Linked DNA regions of Sus scrofa: region 2 is linked to region 1. A link is a contact called in public HiChIP or PLAC-seq data. All regions are on one chromosome and are shown on one strand. The core of a region is the stretch at or near the end of the contact, and the rest is flanking DNA. Distances in the headings are between cores, read along the strand shown.

Region 1 (3,235 bases), core at 189-2,688:
GACTTTTGAACTGAGTGAATTTATTTACCAGATTCATTTCCTCCTAATCCGTCCCAGCAAATATTTAATACGTGAGACAGGAATGTGTAGCAGTGACTCTGAAATATTAGTTTATTTCACATGTGGGAGGGAGGAGGGCTAAAAAGAGGAAGGGGTCCCATCCCTGCCCTTTTCAGATCAGCTGGGAAGAGAAGCCTAGTGGCTGTAGACTCAGTTACTGTGTCTCACTGGAGGCCACCAAGCACTTCTCAGCTTCTGTGGTGGGCGGGACCTCCCTCCAGGAGGCTGGGCCTGGGGACTGCGCAGTGGGCGGTGAATGGTTGGAGGGAGGGGTCTTCAGCCGAGGCTGGGCTGTGGGGGTAAAGCAGGAGCTCTGTGGAGCCAGGCCAAGTAAGTTGGGTCCTCTGTCCTCTGCTCACCTCCAGTCTTGCTGTACCTGATATCCGGCCATTTGGGAATCTGATGAGGACTTTGGTGGGGGGTACAAACCCCCATGACTAAAGCGCTGGGGTCTTTGGGGATCACGGTGGACTCAGCGGTTTAAACGCGCCTTCCTCCACTAAGCCTTCCGTACTCACCCCGCCAGAAGGCAGGCTCCCGGCAGGGCTCGGCCCCTGGTCGGGCGGGCGCTCTCCGCTTCGTATTGCGGCGGGGCCTGCCCGCCTGCCGGCCTGAGCGCTCCTGCGGCCCCGCGTGCCTTTCCGCACGGAGCCGGCGACCAGCAAATACCTCTGGGCTGAACCACGAATTGCTCAGCCAGGCCTTTGGGACCCGGGGCCGCCTGGGCTCAGGCCCGGTTCAACAAGTGTGGACCGGGCCGCCCAGTCCCGCCCGACGGCTTCGCGCCTCCCCAGGCGCCCGGGGCGCGCCGGGCCCAGTCCGGCGAGTTTCATCACCCTTTGGAGCCTGCGAGCACCAAGTAACGTTGCCCCTGCCCCTCCCTCCCTCCCTCCCCTCCTCTGTTCCCTCCGAAACTCCGGTTGACGAGCGCTGGCACTCCCGCTGGGAGGTCCTGCAGGGCAGCGGGGTGCTGGGTGCCCTCCGCCTGCCCCCCCCCGCCGCCCCCGCCCGGCCACCCCGCCACCCCGCCCAGGCCGCGAGGCCACCTCACCGGCAGCGGAATGGAAACCGGTTCGACAGGTAACAAATAGGTGGGTTGCCACCGTTATTTCCCAACGCATGCGCCGTCGCCTCCCAGGCCACTCCAAGCTAATTAGCTCGGATCACCCCCCTCCCCGCCCCAGCCACCAACACACACCGCCGCGAGCCAATAAAGCGTGAACCCGTCCGGCCGGCTCGCACTTTAAGACTTCCCGAGGGCCGCGGAGGACGCCAGTCGCGCCGGGAGACGCTTACCTGCCGCTTCCGTCGCCGCCCGGTGCACCTGGCTGCAAGGCAACCTCGTTCGGACGGAGGACCGCGACAGCTCCGCGGAGTTGAAACGGGCGCGCGCCGTCCCAGGCACGTCCTCCCGGCGGAACGCGGGACGCTTCGGCGACACCTTTCCCGACCTGCCCCCCCCTCCCCGCCGCCGCCGCCCGCCGCCGCCAGCCCGGCCCGGGAAAGGTGGGACGGCTCCGGCTCTAGTTACGGAAGCGGCCGGTGCCCGGCGAGGAAGGTTCAAAAATGCCCCGCGCGTTTCTGGTGAAGAAGCCGTGCGTCTCCACGTGCAAACGGAACTGGAGCGAGCTCCCCGACGAGGAGCGTGGCGAGATCTACGTACCAGGTGAGGCGCCGGGCCCGTGCACCCCGAGGCCCGCGCCCCGAACGGGCGGCGGGGCCCCGACGAGGGGGCCGGCGTGCGGGGCGCAGTGGCGCGGAGCCGGGCGGCCAGCGCAGCTGGGGCGCCCGATTTAATGTTTAAGCGGCCGCGGCCCCGTTAGCCCGCGGCGCGGCCAACCCCGGGGGCGGTGGGGTGGGGAGGGCAGGGCCGGCGGAAGGAGCCGGCAGGTGGGGGCGGGGGCCGCCAAGTGCGGGACGACAGCGGTTCCCAGGCGGTCGGGCAGGGGGCAGGCGGGTCCGAGGGGCGCGGGCCCGCGCGGTGCTGCCCTCCCCGCCACCGGCCCGCGCCGTGGCACAGGCGAGGCAACGGGGTGTGTCACTACTCAAGCGACCCTCCAACTCTCGCGTCGTAAATCCAGAAACCCCGGACTTTTATGAGGCGGGAGGAGGGCACTGAAGCGATGCCACTTTGGGGAGGTGCAGGGAGCGAGCTGGAGTTTCGGCCGTGGTTTGTGCAAAATGTAAGAGAAGGCCTAGAGCTGAAGTCACCTGCGTTGATCTCTCTGACCCCCAACCTTGGTGGCCAGAAGGTCACAGTGAGGGTCGCGCCAGCAGAGAGCTCCCGGCAGTGGGGAGCGTGGAGACCGCAGGGCAGGCGCCCGGCTGCGCCCCACTAGCCCTGTTAGAAATGCATCTCTTTCAACTTTACAGAGGATACGTTTGAGCTAAAAGAGGTTTTAAGGAGCCCACCGCCCAGCCAGGGGGCCGGGCCGGGTGGAAGCTGGTGTGCCCAGTTATTTTCGGAAGACGCTTTGACAGCGTCGGCATCAACTTGTATGAGTAATCCCAGTTGTTTCCATCTTCCTCCTTCTCCTTCTGTCCTGTCCTCCCCAACCCCCAAAAGAATCTTTGGTCAGGAGCTGCCCAGTTTCCCTCGGAACTCCCCCTCCTCAGGCCTTGGGGGTGGGGCGGGGGATGTGCTGAACACCCTGCCCCGCGGCTCCGGCTCCGAGGGGGAGAGGTTGTAATTAACCAACCGACTTTGACCCTTGATCTGCAGGCTCCCTGGCACCGCCCCAGGCCTTGTAGGAAAGTGGTGAAATATGGGCAGTGAGGGGCCCTGTGAGGGCTCTTGCCTCAGTTTCTCTCCGGAAGAAATCGCTGGAGTCTGTGGGTGTAGTGGTGAGGTCTCTGGGGCCTGATGTCTCAGGATCCTATGGTGCTGGTCCTAGGTGCGGGCAGGGTGGTTCAGAGCTTAACCTTATCTCAAGTGCCTAGGCCCCCTTCTAAGCCTCCTGCAAACAAGGGACTGTGCCAGAAGTCCTGATGACCCAACAGGGAAACAGACAAAAAGAGAAGTGAGGAGTTCCCGTCGTGGCACAGCGGTTAACGAATCCGACTAGGAACCACAAGGTTGCAGGTTCCATCCCTGGCCTTGCTCAGTGCGTTAACAATCCCGCGTTGCCGTGAGCTGTGGTGTAGGTCGCAGACAGAGCTCGGATCCCGAGCTGCT
Region 2 (3,121 bases), core at 350-2,849, 100 kb before region 1:
GCATAAGCTGCAGCCTTCGGGGACCCCTCTGGCCAACCTCCGCTGCCACTGCCCCCGCTGCCCCCATTGCCACTGCTGTTCCATGACCCCAGGGGGCTCTTGAGGAAGAGGTTCTTCAAGGGCTCCATAGCTGGGAGCTGGCACTGGCGGGTGTGGGGGACCTTCCCTGGGTGCCCCGGTCCCCACCCTTGCTGACGGCCGAGGCCCTAGTCCCGGAACCTGGGCATCCGAGCCCTGGCCCTCAGCCCCAGACCCACGCCTCTCTGGGGAGCCAGGAGTGTCGCCTCCCGGCCCACCGCATCTCGGGCTTCCGGAGGAGGGCGACCTAGGGAAGCAGTGTGGTCAGGCTGGGGGGGTGGACCCCCAGGGCCTCCGATGTCTCACCATGGCCGGCACAGAGGGGCCCGGGCGTCCCTCAGTCCAGAGCAGTCCTGGGAGCCGAGCTCCAGCACCCGCCAAGTGAAAGGTGGGGCCAGCGAGGGGCAGTGCCTGGACTCCCGTTGGGTCTCTGCGCAGGGGGGTGGCTGGAGTGTCTCTAGGTTGAGCTGCCTCTTCCTGGCTCAGCTCTCGCGACCCGATGGCTCCAACCCCGTTCCCTTCTTCCTCCTCCCTTTGTACTTTGGCCCCGGGGGCGGGAGGCAGAGGTGGAGGGTGGAGTTTCACTTTTTTCCGCTGTTCTCTCTCCTGCAGGAAACAGCATCAGATGACGCGGGCGGGTAGCACCGCTCCCCTCCCAGAGGCTGCAGGGCGATTTGGTCTGGGAGTTACCGGGTAGGCGGGCAATGAGAGGCAGAAGGAGAGGAAGTGTAGCCCGTAGCCCCCACCTCCCGTGACAACAGGTTTAAGGTCGAGGTTGGTTTCTGCTAAGGAGGGACCGTCCCCGCCCTCTACGTCTGCATCTGTAAAACTGGGGGAAAGATCCTGGCTTGGAAGAGGGGCAAACCCGAGTGTGGTCTTGGCTCCGAAGTTGCAGGGCCGTGTGACCCTTTCTCTGCGCTTCATTCTCTTCATGTCTGAAACTGGGGCCAGGAGCTCCGCTTTGCAGAGCTGGCAGTGGGGGTAGGCAAGAATGGAGGACGAAACTGGCTGCACTTGGAGCTCTTGGAACGCGTTGTCTAAGATTTACTGCTTCCCTTCACCTGGGAAACAATTCATGCCTCTTTCCCAAGAAGGGATGGAAACCTGAGACTGTGCTCCTGAAATTTGTCCAGTGATGGCACTTGGAATAGCTAAATCGCTCTCGCAACCGCGCGACGGACCCCCTTGCCTTGAGCCTGTCACTTTAAGAAAAACGACACTATCCTATTTCGACTAGTCCTGCCTGTTCTCTCTACACTCTGAGTTTGAGCTCTGACCCGGAAGTAGAGGCCGCTCGTGACGTTTGACGTCCAGCGCTAAAAAGGGCGCACCTAGAGGGGCTTGCTCCAGTAGCGCACAACTGTGGCTTTAGCCCCCAGGGGTGTCCACGCCTCCATCCTTTTCCTCGCCTCTAGTAACTCTTCCCTCGCGTTCCGCCCAGTGATCGCGGCTAGGTTGGCATCGCTTAGGTGTGCGCATGCGCTCAAGGACTTGTGCCTTTTGGATCGTCCCTTCCTCAGCTGCGCAAGCCCAGCGGGCTCTCCCGCTTCTTATCGGTCCACCACCTCCCTGCGCTTGCGCATTCGAGCCGAAAGGTTTTCCTTTTCCGGGTCCCAACTGGTCTCGTCGGGCGCATGCGCCACTGCAGGTTGGCGGCTCGCGGCTCCTTCTTCCGGCCTCCCCCTTGGGTCGGCTCCCGCAGAAGCGGGGCGACCGCGGAGCCCAAAGCGAGTGACCTGTGACCCCGGAAGTGGACCTCAGGGTCCCGGGGCTCTCCCCGGGCCGGAACCGTGGGAGCCGTCGTCTGCACCCCCGGAGCACCCACCCCACGCCCACCTCTGGATGCCGCCGACCGGTGCCCGGCCCGTGCCCTGCGCCTGCCCGCCGGTCCGGCCCTTAGGAGCAGTTCTGGGCCGGGGGTGGGGGCCTGGACCCCACCCCTGATGCGGCTCCACCCCGGCTCTTGGGTCTCGCACCACTGACTGCCCTGGCCGGCCCCGCCCCCTGCCCGCACCCTCGCCCCACCGACCCCTCTCCCCCGCTGGGGGAGGCCATGGCGTGAGCGCGAGGTTGGGCCCCGGGGCCCTCGGGCGCCAGGCGGGGCATGGGCCGGGGGCCGCCCCCATGAGGGTCCCGGGAGGGGGGCGCGCGCAGCAGCGGCGGGGCCATGGGGTCGCAGGTGTTGCAGATCCTGCGCCAGGGGGTGTGGGCCTCGCTCACCGGCGGTTGGTTCTTCGACCCACACCAGAGCACCTTCTCCAACTGCTTCCATCTCTATGTCTGGATCTTCCTGCTCACCTTTCCTTTCTTGCTGTATATGGTGAGATGCTGCGGCCACCTGTAACTCGTGCCGGGGAAAGGGAGGGCAGATGTCACGAAGGGGTGCAACCTGGCAGGGATTCTGGGCTGTGGCTGGGGCGCTGGGGTGTGGGAAGAGGATTCACTGCGGAGTCTGGAGTGTGTGGAAGAGAGGCCAGAATTTCCCTGGCCTGGGTGACCTTGAATCTCACTTAATCTCATTCCAGTTATGCTGGAGATAGGGCTGCCTCGCAGGGTCTTTGTATTAGCAGCCGGCAGGCGTGATGGAGTTTAATGAATTTGTGTGTCCTAGTCCTGACTGTGGTGGTAGGTGGTAGGGACAGGGCTGTGTGAAGAGGGACCTGACTTGCTGCCGCCCCCAGGTCCTGCCCCCCAGCTTGATGGTGGCTGGTGTGTACTGCCTTGTGGTGGCTGTCATCTTCGCTACCATCAAGACTGTGAACTATCGGCTGCATGCTATGTTCGACCAGGGCGAGATTGTGGAGAAGCGCAACTCTACCATGGGGGACCCAGAGGAAGAGCCTGCCCAGGGGGACAGCAGTCTGCCCAGGTAGGCGGGGGCAGGGCCTATGCTGGGAATGGCGGAGTCTTGGTGCCTGGGCCTGAGCATTGGAGAATGAAGGGGCTTAGGGAACCTTGGCTTCATGAGCGAGCGGCCAGTTGTTCTTTGTGTTGGCCCTGGATTTGTAAGGGGGATCCCTGTGGAGGGAGAAGCAGTGGGGAT

The links. HiChIP or PLAC-seq counts read pairs in DNA pulled down with a chosen protein or histone mark.
Region 2: an H3K27ac HiChIP or PLAC-seq map of alveolar macrophages shows a contact between it and region 1. The contact joins the promoter of MAP3K11 here to the promoter of AP5B1 in region 1. A contact is called at or near these places in 1 of 5 promoter capture datasets (fetal liver), 4 of 47 Hi-C or Micro-C datasets (liver, mesenteric adipose tissue, skeletal muscle and 1 more) and 2 of 2 datasets of contacts at active chromatin or transcription factors (alveolar macrophages and skeletal muscle).

Annotation. Positions count from the first base shown.
Region 1 is chr2:6,536,987-6,540,221 of Sscrofa11.1, reverse strand. It overlaps AP5B1 (AP-5 complex subunit beta-1), which reads right to left and starts at 1,438. Exons shown (of 3, transcript XM_021082823.1): 1 at 1,357-1,438. It overlaps OVOL1 (putative transcription factor Ovo-like 1), which reads left to right and starts at 1,230. Exons shown (of 4, transcript XM_003122528.4): 1 at 1,230-1,726. The coding sequence starts at 1,627.
Region 2 is chr2:6,638,539-6,641,659 of Sscrofa11.1, reverse strand. It overlaps MAP3K11 (mitogen-activated protein kinase kinase kinase 11), which reads right to left and starts at 1,599. Exons shown (of 11, transcript XM_021082851.1): 1 at 1,410-1,599; 2 at 1-684. The coding sequence starts at 128. PCNX3 (pecanex-like protein 3) reads left to right here and starts at 1,727. Exons shown (of 34, transcript XM_021082830.1): 1 at 1,727-2,398; 2 at 2,760-2,947. The coding sequence starts at 2,246.